2 separate regions of the Rattus norvegicus genome follow, and region 2 is linked to region 1. Evidence: chromatin contacts called from public Hi-C data. All regions are on one chromosome and are shown on one strand. Each heading gives the region's core, a stretch centred on a gene start, on an enhancer-like site or on the middle of the called end of the contact. The rest is flanking DNA. Distances are from core to core; before and after follow the strand shown. Region 1 overlaps Trak1 (trafficking kinesin protein 1). Region 2 overlaps Trak1 (trafficking kinesin protein 1).

Region 1 (5,398 bases), core at 566-3,065:
GGGGATGTCACATGTTAGCTGCTGGGGCTCCTCAGACTGGACCTGCCACCTGCTTAGTTTCGTGGCCTTGAGTAGCAACATCATCCATGCTCCTTCCTCACCTATGAACCTTGTCCTCAGTTTCCATCTGGAACAGTCTGCAAGGACCTAGCTGTGGGTTTCCAATGCTGGCAACATTTCTGTGGATTCCTTCTGTGTGTGAACTCTCTCTTCATTCACATCCAGGTGCACGGAAATGTGTATGGAGAGCAGAGAACTGCCCTGGATGTCTCTTCCCTTGGACACCATCCATTTTGTTTGTTTGTGCAGGGTCTCTCCCTAGCCTAGACATCACCAGGCAGGCCAGGCCGGTCAGGCCAGCAAGCCTTGGGGATCCACCTGTCTCTGCGTCCCCAGGACTGGGAGTACAATTGTTGAAAGATCCCATGCAGAGAGACCCTTACTCAAGTCTTGGGAAATCGCGGACCCCAGACACAGAGAGACCATTTTGGATGTAATAAGCAAAGGCGAGGTTTATTACAGAGACCTATTACAGAGATCTCCGGGCCGACACGTATCCCGCGCAGGAGACAGAGGTGTCGGCCCCGAAACTCAAAAGTCAGAGGGTTATATAGAGAAGGCTAGGGGGTTTTGGCGTGGTTACATACAATTGGCTCATTCAAACATAGCAGTGAGAACAAAGCAGAAAGAGTACGTGTTAGAAGTCAGGGGCTTATCAGGGTCTGGAGGATGGCCCTGAGTGAGCTGGGGGGAGATGTCTTTCTGCCAGACGTCCCATGAATCAGTCCCATTAACTCAGGCTGGTTCCTGCATTCCTTTTCTTTATGGCTTGCCAGTCCTGCCTGGACAGTGTTTCCTGTGCTCCTTTATCTTTATGGCCTGCTAGTCCTGGCTGCAGGGCTTAGCCCTGGGTCTGTGGCCTTTTGGGATTTAATCTTTTAATTTTTATATTTCCAAACCTAGAATTCGTATAATTCTCTTTTCATTGTGTATCGCCACATCTGGCTTTTTTATGTGGTTTCTGTAGACTGAACTAGGGTTTCCTCAAGCATGCATGGCGAGCACTTTGCTGACTGAGCCATCTCCCCAGCCTCAGTCCAGCGATGCTTCAGAGTTCTTTGAGCTGCGTTTACATGGCCTCAGACCTTGATGCGTCTTCGCAATCCACAACGCTCACTCGTGTCCATTTTCACAGAGCATCCCCAGAGCCTCTGGCCCTTAGGTCTAGGAGAGCTCCCTGGCTGCCCCCACATGCCTTTCCTATCTCCCAACTTTCTGGGCTGTGAAGGCAAGTGCAGCATTGCTTATGTCTAGGTGGTTGGCCACATCACAAAAAGATCAAATACCCTGGTGTTCGAGAATGCATTCTGTCCCAGTCCTGGAAAGACAGGTCGAGTCCTAGTGGCTGAGCAGCTGACAGGATGGTCACAAGTGACATTATTCTTAGGAGGGATTTCCACACTCCACCCACCCCAGGCTCTGTTCTCTTCCCCACTCAAACACCACGGAGACACCAGAGAATGACAGCCTGTTGTGTGGGTGTTTCCCGTGGGAATGTGTTGGTCCCCTGCCCACTCTCCTGCAGACAGGCTGCCACAGCCTTTTTTGGGGGGTGCAGCTGTGCAGAGCTGGTTTGGTCAGATCTCTGTTTACCCAAGAGATGCCACTGACTGGCAGCAGCTGTCTTGAGCCCAGGTCCCCTTCCTCAGGAGGTGGCCGTGCAGCGGCTGAGGGCTCTCCCAGAGGTGGGAACTGGCTGCTCACCTCAGAGTAGGCCTGCAGGGGACGGTGTTTCCTTGGGAACTGAGTGGGAAGAGATCCTTGTCTTGAGGGCATTGGGCCATCGATCTCTGAGGAGAGTCACGGCTTCTGTTCTCCACACACTTCTGAGGTGCATCAGGTCTCGCCAAGGCTTGCTAGCTCAGATGCTGACTGTGCTGGCTGTGATCCCTCCCGTGTTAGGCAGAGAAGCCCCTACACTCAGATACAGATATTTCCCCTTCTCGGGATTGAACCGTGGCCCTAAAATACCATGAAATCCCCAGGGCCCTCACTTTATCATTAACTCTTTTCTTGGCACTCTGAGAGCCCACACTGGCTTCCTGCCTGGGAATGTTCTGCATAGAGACTTTACAACCTGAAGTGAGTGCAGTGGGCTGGTAAAGGCTCCTGGGAATCTTGGGGTGGGTGTGGCTAGCTGGGTTCCTGCGCAGAGAGTGACAGTTCACAGTTTTGTCTTCTTAAATGATTTCATAGACTTAGAGGGCGCCGTGGGGCCATCTCATCAGGTACAAAGGAACAGGATGCAGATTAGCCTGATCTGGTCAGTCCACCTATGTCACTGCCTCTGCCTTCTTGCCTTGGCTCACCCAGGGAGAGGAAGGGAAGCTTGGCCTTGGCTGCTGTTCCTATGTGGGTCTCCAGCAAAGTCCTGTCATAGGCTCTCCCTGCTGCCTCCAACAGTCCTGCCCTCCTACTGTTGGCACCATGACTGTCTCTTCCAAGTGTGTGGTCAGGCCTTGGCTGCTCCCGTTTGACTGGGCTCCCTCTGCCTTCCCTGTTTTAGCAGCACCCATGTCGCTGTGTGGCATCCCTGCCATATTACATATTCCAGAGGGAACCGGCCTGGTCCTCGCCTTCATCTGGGTTCCCAGTGTCCTTGAACGTCCACCCCGAGCATCTGCAAACTTCTTGATTGGTTTTCCCCAGCTGAGGACTGATTCTTATCACCAAAGCCAGAGTTCACCGTCCTCTCTTATCCAGCTAGGCCCACATGGAGTGCGGTTGGCTTCTGGGTTGACCGGACTCAAGCTGCTCCCACAGCAGTTCACTGCTATAGGCTCCCTGCTAAATGGGCTGACCTCACGGTGAGGTCAGAAACCCATCCTATAGACTCAGTCATAGTCTGCAGGGTACTCTGGGCCTGTGTCCTCATCCTGTGTGTCATATGTACTGGCTAGGTTTATGTTAACTTGATACAGCTAAAATCAGCTGAGAGGAGGGAACCTCAATTGACGAATATCTCCGTAAGGGTGGGCTGTAGAGAGGCCTGTAGTGTATTTTCGTAATTAGTGATTGTTTGGGGGTGGGTTCACTGTGGGCAGTGCCAGCCCTGGGCTGGTGGTCCTGGGTTCTGTAAGAAAGCAGGCTGGACAAACCAGGGGAAGTAAGCCAGTAAGCAGCACCCCTCCGTGTCCTCTGCACCAGCTCTTGTCCTGCTTGAATTCCTGTCCTCACTGCTTTTGATGATGAACTGCTCTATGGAACTGTGAGTGGAATAAAGCCTTTCCTCCCCAGCTTGCTTTTGGTCATGGTGTTTCATCACTGCGGTAGTAACCTTAACTGAGACACCATACTTGAGTGTACAACGTTCTAAGATATATGTTTAGTGCCTACCTGTGCCCATCAGACATCTCCCACCTCAGTAATTCTATGTCTTGAGAGTAGAGTTCAAATTAGAAAAGATCCCTCATGGATATGACCTTGCCTGGATTTTGCATGCTGCAGATGGGTGACGACAAGGGATAGGCCTCAAACTCAGCTCTCAAGGCGACGGCCAGGGTTCTCACTCAGTCTTCCTCTCTCCAGACGTGTGCAACAGCACCAACCTTCCAGAAGTGGAGATCATTAGCCTGCTGGAGGAGCAGCTGCCCCACTACAAGCTAAGAGCGGACACCATCTATGGTTATGACCACGATGACTGGCTGCACACGCCCCTCATCTCCCCAGATGCCAACATCGACCTCACAACCGAGCAGATCGAAGAGACGCTGAAGTACTTCCGTAAGTAGCTGGCGCCATCTGTGGGCACGGTGATGTGATGCCAGGCCCTTCCTGTGCCTCCTGGTCCCGTCTGCTGTGAGTAGCTCTGGACCTGTTGGCTATGGAAGGGTAGCCAAGAGGGATGTGGCCTTAGGGGTTAGCCGTGTTAGGGGTCTTCTTGGTCTGTATGAGTTGTGGGGACCAAGCACTTTCATTTGAAACGCACAGAATGACTTCAAGTTATTCTCGTATCCCTTCTTTTCCTGTTTTAAAAAATAATAACTTGTATTTGTTGGGTAGAGTGACTAGTGCTCTTAATGGCTGAGCCATCTCTCCATCATTTCCCTTCTAAACCCCCATTGAGAGTGAATTTGCTTGCATTTAAAAACCAAATATTACAAGGAAATCCAGGCGGCTTCCATCAATGTAGACATAGCAAAGCCTGACTGTGCAGAAGCTGGGTAAGCCAGAATTCCAGGAGCCAAACGGTTGCTGCAGTGTAGGGTTACACCTCTAGGTGGCAGAGCTGCTTCCTGTCGGGTGAGCTTATGCTTAGGGGAACCTGGAGGTGAGGAGGAAGGGAGGGCGGGCGACCTGGGCAGTCCACACAGTCTTTATGAGCTTTCCTGATAGCCTGTGTCAATAAGAACGGAAATAGAATAATCCAGGCCTAGAGTATCTGGTGTGCCTCATAGGTCAGAAGTTCTTCGTGAGTCAGTTTTGTTTAGCCAGGGTGTCTGCACTAGCGAGGAGTGAGTGTGGGATTGCGCATGGAAAGTCAACTCGCTTGTCTTGTCGTTCTGTGTTTTTCTACTGTGGAAGTCCACAGTATAATTTGAAACTATCATTTGTGAGAGAGTCTTCACGTGGCTTGTTCTTCTGTCTGCGGTGGGAGGCTCCTGGTTCCTCCTCACGCACATCGATTGGCCGTGGCCATGCGCATGCGCAGTGTAATTGGAGTGTCGTTCACCATAGTACCAAACCATTACAGGACAGCCACAGAAGTGACTCGTCACATCTCTATGAAATATCTACAGGCAGGCAAAGCTGCTTTGATCTAGCACCAGTGCACAATTCCTATGGTCTCTCCATCAGGAGACTCAAACAGGGATTGTCATTTGTTTTCATACATGTAAGAAAACGCAAAAGAAGCCCTGTTAGAATCCCCCCCGGGGGGGGGGGTGCCACAGCGTAAACTACAACTTGAGGAGCTGCAATGACCACTTAAAGGTGCTTAAGGTTGGGTGCGCCCAAGTCTTCTTGTGCATTATTTCCTTCTGCCGATTCTGTGCTTAGAGCTAGGTGCTCTTTGTCAGTGTCTGATATCTGGAGCTGGAGAGGTGGCTCAGCAGTTAAGAGCTCTCACTTCTCTTGCAGAGGACCTGAGTTCCGTTCTCAGCAGCCACATCAGGAACAACTGCTACATAGGAGTGGATGCCCTCTTCTGGACTCTTCGAGCGCTGCACTCACACGTGCACACACCCACATAGACACAAACACATAGAATTTTTTAAAATAAAAAATAGCAATATCTGTTCATTGAACAACTAGGTATTGACTTTGAAATGAAAGACGTAAACTGAAACTTAACCAACCCCAAAATGGTCTGTAAAGAAAGTTTAGAGTTTTATGAAGT
Region 2 (5,700 bases), core at 2,589-5,088, 33 kb after region 1:
AAGGTGAGCCATTCCTAACCGATGCTGCTGTCATTAGGCCCGTGATATGAATATATGCCTGTAAGTGGGAATAGAGAGGCCACAGTTCAGCCACGGGAAGATCATCGGTGGAGAGAAGCTGGGTCAGGAACTCCAGCTGTACCTCAGCTTCCCCAGGTGTTTTCTGCGGGCGTCGTAAGCGCCCGGTTCGATGCGGGCTTGTGCACTTCAGCTGGGTGTATACTCCCTAAACTCAGCCCTGCAGAACCAAATCATGACTCTTGCGGATCTTCTCCAAGCTACGCATCAGGCCCCCGAGGTGCCCTGTGCACCGGGTCCCGTTCTCTGTGTAGAAGTGCCACCCTGCAGGTTTGCTGGGAAAGAGACTCTCCAGGTTAGCTGCTGCCTTGCGGAGTCTGTCAGACCTTGAGGGTTGCAGCTCCCCAGCTGGGCCTGATTTTCTGATTTGTGAAAAGGTGTGAGTAGCCACCACTCTGAAGTGCTCTGAGGATCCCGTGAGCTGCGTGTGGTTGGTGACTGACCTCAGTGAGCATGCTCGACGGAGGGCTTCAGAGCAGCCTGGATCAACCGCTGCGTGATGTTCAGATGAGGTCAGCATCTTCCTGTGCCCCATAAGATGCATCTACGTCATCTGTTAACTAAGAGACGGCTGCTGCTGCTGTTGCTGCTAATTCACCTTAGAGGTCAGCTCAGAGAGATCTCGTTGACTTATATTAGTCAACCGAATATCCTGAAAAATATTCTAAATAGTTTCCCTCGCTAGTGTAGTGTCGTGATAGGTATTTTTAGAATCATTTTTAAAGCACAAACAAAATTAAAGTCTGTGATGCTATCCAAATGTTTATATTTTTGTGGTTGCTTTAGTCTTTTTTTCTTTCTGTTTACTATTAGTGTATACGGGTGTGTATGTGTGTGTGTATATATATATATGTATATACATATCCCCTTAAATTATGATGGTATATATATTTAAAAGCATACATACTGAAATACTTCTTCACGTAATCCTTGCTTAGAGCAAGCAGTTTTTTGTTTTTTTGTTTTTTTTAACCTGGATAGTTGGACTCAGGCAATAGTCCTGTGTCTTGCGGAATGTCCTTACACCCTGGAGCCCCTAGTGCAGTTTTCCATCTTGAGAACATGAAGGGTGCTTGCCAGTGCCTGGTGACAGTGTGGGCTTGAGAAAATACTGGAAGGACTGCTGACTCTACCATCAGTATTCTAAAGCTTACTGCAGTGACTTCTTAGGGACCCCTTGTAGGGACCCTGTATGTGGATGCATTAGCCTGCAGAGGGGACAGTCAGTAGGCACACAGAGGAGAGGAGTACACACAGAGGAGTATAAATGAAACCAGAGAGAAGCTGAGCCAGCATTCAGTTTTGACACATGACATTTCTATAGAATAAAGCCATTTCCAGGTTCGAGTCAGGGACACAGAGGGATCCATGTTATTTGTTAAGACCGCACGTCACCATCTGTCTGTGGTTTCAGGAGCACTGCAGAGATCTGGGCTTGGTTTTTTCTTGCCTCTGCCTCCCTCCTGCTGGGATTGCACCATACATGGTTCATACGATACTGGGGAAGGAACCAGTGCGTCGTGCATTCCGGGCAAGCTCTGTTAGCTGATGTGTCCTATCCCAGAATTTCTAAATCGTGTTACCTCTGATGAGCGCAGGGCTGGAGTAAGAGCCCGGAGCCTTTCATCTGTGTGGAACCTCACAGTTGCTCAGGAGAAACACAAATGCTGGGAGAAGCACAGCAGTCTTCACAGAGACACTTGACCTTGAGCTACTGAACTGTGCAGAGCATTCAAGCTGGATTCCAGGGACAGCAAATTAGACTACCCCTTCCTTATACATCTCCCTGCTATTCCCTTGCCGGCCGACATAAAGGCAAGGAGGAAGGTTAGAGAGCCAGGTGGTGTCAGCTGCCAGAAGGCAGAGGTCCCCTGTGGGGGAAACGGTGGCCATGGAAGGGGAGGAGGCGGAGGACAAGCTCTTGCTTCCAGGTTTCTGGTGCTTCAGATTGAAAACCAGATTTCAGGCTCTGCCTGAGCTAGGAAATCATTCCAGGAGATCAGGTTTCCCTGAGCTCATCGGTAGGATCAGCTCTGCTTTCGAACTGAAATATTTATAGACTGCCAAATTCCAGTGACCGCTCTGTAGCAAGGCTCCGGGTGTGACTTGGTGAGAGCCTTTGAGCCCCAGGTGCCTCTCATCACCTGTTTGCGGTCATGGGTCATTATGGCAGCTCTCACTGTCAATAGAATTATTCTCCAGCGTTGTGTTACATAGCATCGCTGTGAAGTTGTGTGTGTGAGCGCAGGTATGCGTGCATGTAGGGGATGCTTATGGAGGTCAGGGGTCAGCTTCCAGTGCCATTCCTCAGGCACCGGTTTCCATCCCTTCAGTGTGGGGTTTACAAACTCACCCCACCATGCCTGCATGCTTTTTCATGTGGGTTTTGGGGTAGAACTTGGGTCCTTCCCTTTGCTGCTTTACTAACTGGAAAGTGTCCACTCTTACAATACTTTATTTAACCCAAAGTGACAGGTTTCAAAAAATAATTTCTCATCGGCTCTAAAACCACAGGAAGTAAAACAAAACAAAACAAAATGAAACCTCTAGAGCAATGGTTCTCACCAGTGGGTTGTGACCCCCTTGGTCTTGACCGACAGTTTCATAAAGGTCACCTAAGACAATCAGAAAGCACAGCTATTTCCATTACAATTCATAACAGTAGCAGCACCACAGTTACGAAGTGGCCGATAATTTTATGGTGGGGGGGTCCAACACAGCACGAAAAGTGTATCAGAGGGTTGCATGCACCATTAGGAAGGTTGGGAACCACTGTCCTGAAGGCAGTAACAGACTAAAGCCTTCCTCTGTCAGTAGTAGGGAATGAGAAGGTGCAGACCTAACGTGGTTGATAAACAGCCTCTCATAATGCAATGAACTGTATATGTAAGGGTATTGTGTTCAGTGTGCATGTGAGGGTGCGTGTGTATGTGTGTATGTGTGTGTGCATGTTTATGCAAGTATGCATGTGTGTGCAGATGTATACATGTGTGCATATGTGTGCATTTGTGGGAGCACATGTATGTGTGTGAGTGCATTTGTGCATACGTGTGCATGTGTGTGCATGTCTATACATCTGTGTGTGTGTGTGTGTGTCTGTGTGTGTGTGTCTGTGTGTGTGTGTGTGTGTCTGTGTGTGTGTGTGTGTGCAGCAGCCATGGTGGTAATGATTGTGGGGTGGATTTTTTCCTTTTTTTTCTTGGATTTTTTTTATTTACATTTCAAATGTTATTCCCTTCCCCGTTTCCTGTCCATAAGCCCCCTATCCCATCTCCCCTCCCCCTTCTTTTATGAGGGTGTTCTTCCTCCCCAACCATCACCCCTTCCTGCCCTGACATTCCCCTACACTGGGGAGTCCAGCCTTGACAGGACCAAGGGCTTCTTCTTCCATTGATGCCAAGCAAGGCCATCCTCTGCTACATATGCAGCTGGAGCCATGGGTCTGTCCATGTGTACTCTTCGGGTAGTGGTTTAGTCCCTGGGAGGTCTGGTTGGTTGGTTGTTGTTCTTATGGGGTTGCAAGCTCTATGGAGTGGATTTTCAAAGGATAGCTCCCTAATGCTGCTGAAACAAAAACTGTGCATCTTTAGAATCTAGGCCAGTTGGGAAGAAGGGCTGTGTGTCCCTGTGAACTTGTGGGTTTTAGACGATTGTTTAATAATTATACAGTCAGCTGCTTTCTGAAAGCTCCTACTGTGCCCATGTCTCTTGTGGTCAATGGGTAACTCACAGTTCAGCATCACTGGAGGCAGAGCCTGGTGACGGTGAGGACAGTGCAGGTCCAATCCCTGATGTCACGGTCTGAGGAGTCAGCTGAGTTAGACGCTCGCCCACATCCCGCTCTCTGCAGTTAGCGATCTCACTGCCTTTTCCATCTCTTACAGTTCTATGTGCCGAAAGAGTTGGCCAGATGACTAAGACATACAATGACATTGATGCTGTCACAAGGCTTCTTGAGGAGGTGAGTGTCTGGGGGAGGTGAGGGCCGATAAAACCGGGGGGGGGGTATTGGTGGGCACCCAGTCTGTTTCAGGAAGGAACCTCACATTGGGCCCTTGTAGTATACAAGTTAACGGTTTCATTTTGCTACTTACTTATTTTGAGACAGAGTTACAATTTGATGGTTTCGTTTTTTGCTACTTAGTGATTTAGAGACAGGATCTCACTCTATAGCCCTTGCCTGGCCTGGAACTTGCTGTGTAGGCCAGGCTGACCAGAATTCATAGAGGTCTGCCAGCCTCAGCCTCCCAAGGGCTGGGATTAAAGATATTCACCACCACCCCTGGTAGCTCTATCCCTAGGCCTTTGCTGCTGTTGACTTTGTGCACATCTGTTAGATTCGTTGTTACTGTTCGAAAACAACAGTCTTGTGAAGACTGCCCTCAGATTTGCTGTGGAGCTGACATCGGCCTCATATTCCCCGTGCTATGACCTCTGCCTCCCAAGTGTAGGGATTACAGAAACATACCGTCATGCTCAGCTGATATTTGAGATTGGGGTTGTCCAACTTGTGACATTGCAGTATGACATTGCCGTTTACAGGTTGGCACACATTCATATCTATCCTGGGATGTATACAGTTGGCAGGCTGCAGGATAGATACACCTATGTGTGTATACAGTTGGCAGGATGTATATAGTCGGCAGGTTGCAGGCTTAGATAACCTGTGGGATGTATACAGACGGCAGGATGTATAGGATGTATACAGTCGGCAGGCTGCAGGCCAGATACACCTCTTTGTTTTTGATATTCTGAATTGATGGCACCACACAGGGCCCCATAAGTACTTGTCAGGACAGCCAGTCTGCTTGAAAAGAATATGTTCTTGCTTGTGAAACTTTGTTGCATCCAGCTGATGGAGCCGAGGCAGCCTCAACATAGAAATAAATACAGAGCAACAAGAGTGCCTTGGCTGATGTGGGGAGGAAAGTCAGTCAGATCGCGCCCTCGAGAGACTGGCGTTTTCAGCTGGCTTCCGTGTTCTGGTTTCATTTGGGAGTAAGGGACTATGACGTCCCCCGAGGACACATGGGGGTGCCCGGTGTACCTTCAGGTCAGGATGATCAGGCCCTGGAAGAAGTATTGGTAACTTTTAATTTTTTATCCCTGTAAGCACACCTGACAGAAGTAGCTTGTGGGGTTGGGGAGAGGGTACTGTGTTGGGCTGACTGGAGATTTCCGCACATTATATTAGGGAAGGAGTGGCAGGGAGGCTTCCCCTGTGGAAGGGAGAGCATGAGTTGGTGGTCGTTCATGGGGTTGCAGGGAAAATAGAAGGTGACTGGAACCCAGTGCCAGATTATGACCTTCAAAAGCGGCCCCTGGTGATCTACTGCCTGCTTTAAAAGCTTTAAAGGAGGAACATCATGTCTCCTTAGAGCAGTTTCTCCCCTCGCCCCTTTGTAGTTAGTGCTTTCCTGTTTTATTTTTGATAGGCAATCATGCCTGCACCTCCGTGTTTTATAAATAGCAGCTGTCCCCTTTGTCCTTGGCCCTGATAAGATATCACAGGGAAGTCCCTGCCTTTCTCTGGAACCACAGGGCTCATACTCTGACTGCTACAGCCAGTCGTGTGACAGTCACTTCATACTGTTCCTGCTTGGGCTCTGTGTCTCTGTTTAG

What was found. A called contact is a pair of places that touch in the nucleus more often than the background predicts.
Region 2: a contact with region 1 is called in a Hi-C map of kidney, with 3 times the contacts expected there. The contact joins two enhancer-like sites. A contact is called at or near these places in 9 of 12 Hi-C or Micro-C datasets (frontal cortex, hepatocytes, kidney and 4 more) and 1 of 1 datasets of contacts at active chromatin or transcription factors (oligodendrocytes).

Annotation. Positions count from the first base shown.
Region 1 is chr8:129,943,201-129,948,598 of GRCr8, forward strand. It overlaps Trak1 (trafficking kinesin protein 1), which reads left to right. Exons shown (of 16, transcript NM_001134565.2): 2 at 3,589-3,783. Among named protein-coding and RNA genes, the nearest start is that of Trak1, 21 kb to the left of the region's middle. Within about 2 kb of position 1,816, at least 14 of the 93 cell types and tissues checked have an H3K27ac peak or open chromatin away from gene starts, as enhancers often do. A contact at or near this core is called in kidney, where this site is marked.
Region 2 is chr8:129,974,228-129,979,927 of GRCr8, forward strand. Trak1 (trafficking kinesin protein 1) reads left to right here. Exons shown (of 16, transcript NM_001134565.2): 3 at 3,963-4,039. Among named protein-coding and RNA genes, the nearest start is that of Trak1, 52 kb to the left of the region's middle. Within about 2 kb of position 3,839, at least 8 of the 93 cell types and tissues checked have an H3K27ac peak or open chromatin away from gene starts, as enhancers often do. A contact at or near this core is called in kidney, where this site is marked.